Linked DNA regions of Mus musculus: region 1 is linked to region 2. A link is a contact called in public promoter capture Hi-C data. All regions are on one chromosome and are shown on one strand. Each heading gives the region's core, a stretch centred on a gene start, on an enhancer-like site or on the middle of the called end of the contact. The rest is flanking DNA. Distances are from core to core; before and after follow the strand shown.

Region 1 (2,700 bases), core at 145-2,644, 2.8 Mb after region 2:
GTGTTTGTGTGAGAGTCAGGGAAGAGGAAAGAAACCGGTTGGAGTTGCAAGACTATAGGGAATCTGACAAGCCATCTATAATCCAACTGCCATCTCGGTAAGTCTCCACAGGTCTAAAAGATGATTCTTTGCCCGCCTATTTCTTTACTTCCAACAACAACTGAATCATTGGTAGGCTCTATTTGGAGTCCAACTGCTAAAATCTGTGGTCAAACCTCCCAGAGTTATCTCCCAACAACACTCATTCTTGTTCATTTCATTCCTGGTCCTGTTTTTTGTTTTTGTTTGTTTGTTTAAAGGACATTATAGCGGAAGGCGAAAGTCGCCTTCTTTGCTTTTTGTTGTTTCTTTTTAATTTAAGAAAAAAAAAACCCTGATATTTCTTCTAGGTATATCAATACGTTCCCTTCTTTCAAATACTGGGGGAACCTATTCTTTTTCATTCCGACTTTTTGGTCCCTCCTAAAATGTTTTGCTCTCCCTAAAGAAAAATCAAACACCGGACATTAGAAACATAGTTTCTCTAGTCTCGGAGCCCGGACCTCAACAGCAGAGCACAGCAAAGCGGTTTAAATAACCATACACAATAGCGCGAGTTGCAGCTGATGTGAAAACCTCCATTGCCAAGAAGCAAGCGGTGTTGGCAGGTGCCCTGGTGGTAGGGACTTGACAGAAGACGCACAGCCCTGGTCTGGCAGCTCTGTGCTGTGGCAGCTTAAGAGTTCGCACCTCTTCTAGCCACAGCCCTGGAGAGCGAAGTGGACTCTAGGTTCCAGGCCTGTCCTGAACCCTCGCAGGCAGCGAGCTCCGTCCCGAGAAGCAACAGCGCAGGGAGGAAGACGGGAGAAGGCTCGGCCAAACCCAAGCCGCGCCCATGGGCCGGCTGCCTGGAGCCCGACCTCCCCGCCGGCCGAACGGCCGCCGTCCTGGGAACCCGCACCGGTGGGAGCTCTCGAGTAGGAGACGCCTCCGACTCGGCCCGGGTCGCGTGCATCCCAGCTGAGGCCACCGCAGTGGGTGGTGCTCGGGAGGCTCAGGGCGCCGGGGTAATGCTGTGGGCAGGACCGGGGTTGCCCCGCGCCGGGCGGGTCACTCACCGAGAGGACGCTCATGCGGATTGGGGTCTCCAACAGGCACGCCATCTTGAGCCTTCCCACCCGGCTGCTGCCGGCGCCGGCGCGCGGCCGGCACTTTCGACAGCCACCTATGTGACCTGCAGCCGGAGCCTCTGTAGAAAGCCCAGGCAAGCTGCCCAGAACAGACCGCGCCCCAGGCGTCGCTCGAGCACCGAAGGGGCTGGGCAGAAGGGCGAGGGATTGGGAAACCGCGCCGGACCCCGGCTTACGAATCGTCCTCTCAGAAACAGCAGCTACTCTCGGCTGGGGTCAGAGGTGGGCGCGGGCAGCGGCCTCCGCATGCGCAGAAGCCTGCCTGCCCCACCTTCCGCGGGTGGGGGGCGGAGCCTCACCCTGGCTCGACGAGCTGTCCGCACTCTTAAATTTCAGTTTACAGGTTTTCTTTCCTAACCGCTAGTAGGTGGAGTTACTATCTACGGAGTCTGAAGTTCACTTTCACATTCATTATCTCACTCTACACCATTCCCTAGTTTCAGTATTCTCTCCCTCTTAAAGCTGGAGAAACTGGTCTCAAAACTAGGTCTTCTGCCTGCAATGAAAATCGCCTCACGCTTCAACAGTTAACTATGACCTGCTTTATTTAGCGTTGCGTGCCCGACCCACTTACTCTGGTATATTGGTAAGAACGGGTTCTCCACAGCCAGGACGCCTGGATTTAATCCTAGCTGCTTTTCGTTAGTGCCAATATTTTGGAAAGGTTCTTAGCCTCTTTATATTTATTTCACTTCTCCCGACTGTAAAATAAGGACTAATGAGAATAAATGGCCCAATAAACAACAACAACAACAACAAAAATGCCTGGAATGTGGAAAGCCTTACGTTGTCTGTGTGTTAGAATTATTTCCAGCCTTTAGGTCAAATGGGGGATGGAGAATTAAACTATGTGAATGTTTCCTACTAAAATATTCTGAAAGTAAAGCCATCCCTAATTCAGGTTGTTACCTCAACTCCACTCACCTCCCAGTGCTCTTTAAGTAAAAGCATATCTCTCCCATTGTTTCTCATTTCCTCCTGTACTTTAATGTCTACATTTATTGTATCACTTATCACCCTTGCTTATAAGTCTCTTACAAAGTGTTGCACTTCTGAAAGCCTGGAAGTTTAAGAGAACCCTGGTGCTGTAGCGGTATATCCTAAGCTCTGTAACTACAGTCTTTCCCACTCTTTACACAGGAATTATTACTCATTCAGTAATTTTATTTAAAGCCAGATTGAGCCCATTTAAGATTGTTAGCCTTGTCCTAAATCAAGTCTGTGAAATCAAATGTGTTGTATTCTTTTTTATTCTAGTACATATTACCATTCATAAATACATTTAAATGTTCATCTGTCCACCCATGTAACACCTAAAATCACGTCCTAGTATGCCTGCTACAACCAGGCAAATTGTAATTGTATATAGCACACAAAAGCATTGACAATTGTACAATAGTCTCTATATGTGTGAGCTATACCTCACCCAGAAACTCGGGCAATACATCTTCTAGGAAACCCCTCCCTCGAGGAAGAACTAGGTGACTCTCCCAACTCCATATATTTTCTTTAAAATGATTTTTCATTTATT
Region 2 (2,700 bases), core at 131-2,630:
ACAAAAGTCATTGCCGTTAGTATATGTGAGGTGCCTTTAGGACATCGGGAACTCCACCAAGTGCTCTCAGCGGATGGGTAAATCTCCGTAACACCCCTCAGCTGTAGGGAACAGTTCCCCATTTTACAGCTGCAAACAGTGCCGTGAACCTGTTTCTGGAGGTCACCCTGGGTGAGTGTCGGGATTCAAACCCAGGTTAACATCAGCACAAACCCAGTCTGATTTGGGTGCAAAATCCCCACCACAGAACGCTAAATTGGAGTCTTAAAGGCTTTTTTGACAGTGACCCATTTTATTACAAATGATGTTATATAAGCCAAAGGCTTCATTAAACTATGCTTATCTGTACTGTGTGCAACGGTTACTTTTTCTAGTCTTTTCGCACTATATATTCTAATCTTTTCAAAATTTTCAGCAATGACCCATCAAAGGAATTCTAATGCGTGTTTGGTCCTGGAAAAACACTGGTAGAAGGCCTATCATCCTAGCAGTCAGTCAACCGCTGCAAGTGGCAAGTTCGAAACCAGCTTGGGCTAACCTATTAACCATTCTAGGCTCCTTAACCAGACCCTGTCACAAAACACAAACTCTGCTCTTTGATCTTAGCTACTGTAAGACGCTATAAGTTTCTCTGAAACCACAACAAAACGAGTCTTTCCAGCCACGCGAACCAGAGCAAGCACTTGAGCTTCCCAATTAGGTGAATGCCCTTTAACCTTTCAAATATGCATACGCAACATAAACGGTTATCATTTAGAACCGATCATTACAAGGGTTTTCCAATCAGGCCCAATATCCAGAATGGGAACCAGGCACTTACCCACCGCAAAGCAGGAGTTATAAAGTGGAAGCGCAGACAGATTAAAATCTCAGGTTATTTATCAGCTAACCTGCAAAGAGGTGTCTAAAGGCTGACTGTTGAATTGTCCCAACGGACAGACGGCTGCAGCAAGCAGGAGCAGGAGGCCAAGGCTGCAACCCCTGGAGGCAGGGCCCTGCCTTTGAACATCCGGTTCAATTCCAGGGGCTTGGTGTCGCACTAGGATCTCATCGCGAACGGGTAGGGTCAGGAAGCAGCCCGGGTTTGCGCTTCACCGGAGGGGAGGCGCGACAGTCCCGAGCCCCAGGTGCGCGTCACTCCCCGCTGCCCCCCTGCAGCCGAGCCTGGTGGGGCGGGACGCGGGCACCTGCGGACGCTGGCTGCTCCGTAGGCTCCGCTCCGCTCCGCGTCCGCTGCAGCCCGGCGCGAGCGCTGCCCACCGGCTCCCGCCTCCCCACCTCCACGCCCCGGAGTCGCGCGGACCCCGCGCACTTACGGGGCTCCGCTCCGCCGCCCGCGCGCTTCCCGCGGGGTCCATGGCGCTTCCGGACCTGCGAGTCCGGCCGCAGCGCCGCCCAGAAAATGGACGCCGGCGGCTGGGCCCGGACGCCCCGGTCTGCCCCTGGTGCAGTGCAGGCCGGACGGTCGCTCGACCTCGGGCGCCGACGCGCAGGGCTTCCGGGACGCTGCAGGCCGCGAGGCTCCCGCACCCCCCGGCGCCACTGCGGCAGAGCCAGGCTCGCACAGATGCTGCGCAGCCACCGAGCAGGCCCCGGGCACCCTATGCAGTTTTAACCCGCACCAAATTCTGAGAACAGGGTGTCACCTGTGCTTTCTCATGGCTGTCAGGGGACGCCTGGATTATTTCCCACCATGGTATAAGAACTGTTTCATGCAATGAAAAAAATAAAAGCCACCGACTGCCCGCTGACATCCTTCCCACACAGATTCGCAGTGTGGCACCTACTGCCCCACGCACACCTAAGTGCAGGTGTTTGTTTTGAACCATCCAGCATTGAGTCTTTAGTATTTTTTGTTTGTTTTTAGTTTTTGATTTTGTGTGTGTGTGTGTGTGTGTGTGTGTGTGTGTGTGTCCTTTGGAAAACGACTCGCTCCCTGGCAAAACCTTAAGGTTTTGAAAAAGGGTATTTTCCTGGAATACAGTACTTGCCATTTATGCACCCCAGTTCCTTGACCAAACATTAAGAATATGATCATTTTGGTGAGCTGAGTAGATTTTTAATACTATATGCAAAGTAAAGCCCCATAAACGATGCAGGAAGAATGGTGTCACTTAAAAAAATGCAGAGTTGTGAAGGCTGACAGGTTGGGCAACGTGCATACACATGTAACGAGCAGTTCCCGACCTTCTCGATGCCAAACACCCTTTTATTCTCTCGCTCCATAGGCCAGTGTTCACAGATTAACTCCACTAAACTGCATGTATTAAGTAATGATTCATCTTCCCCTTAAAAAAAAAGGGAGCTTGAATGTTTTTGTCTACATAACTGCCAATGAGAACTTCCACAAGACCTGATCTAACTTGTTGGCAATGGTAGATACCAGCCTTAAAAAACAAAACTGAAGAAACTCGTGGTCTAATTGCCTGTTTGTGTTTCCATTGAGGCTTTTAGAAACTCTGAAGATGATTTTAAAATTCGGGAAAACTGGTGCACAAAGACTGGGAAGTCTGTAAGCTGTATGGCTGTGGCTGATTCCCTGGGACCGGTGGGAGGTAGCGGGCAAGGTTGGTTGGCCTTCTGGATTCAGCAGGCCTGTGTTGACAGCCTAGGTTTGTTGCTATGTACGGCCACTTCTCTGACCTTCAGCTTTGGTACCTAACATGCAATATGTTTTAGTATTAATGTCTACCTCCTAGG

Evidence for each region. Promoter capture Hi-C pulls out the DNA fragments that hold promoters and counts their contacts.
Region 1: a promoter capture Hi-C map of liver shows a contact between it and region 2, with 3 times the contacts expected there. The contact joins the promoter of Armc8 here to the promoter of Zbtb38 in region 2. A contact is called at or near these places in 4 of 39 promoter capture datasets (the C10 cell line, liver and pre-B cells).

Annotation. Positions count from the first base shown.
Region 1 is chr9:99,567,505-99,570,204 of GRCm38.p6, forward strand. Armc8 (armadillo repeat containing 8) reads right to left here and starts at 1,395. Exons shown (of 22, transcript NM_028768.3): 1 at 1,098-1,395. The coding sequence starts at 1,142.
Region 2 is chr9:96,718,470-96,721,169 of GRCm38.p6, forward strand. Zbtb38 (zinc finger and BTB domain containing 38) reads right to left here and starts at 1,381. Exons shown (of 3, transcript NM_001359959.1): 1 at 1,317-1,381.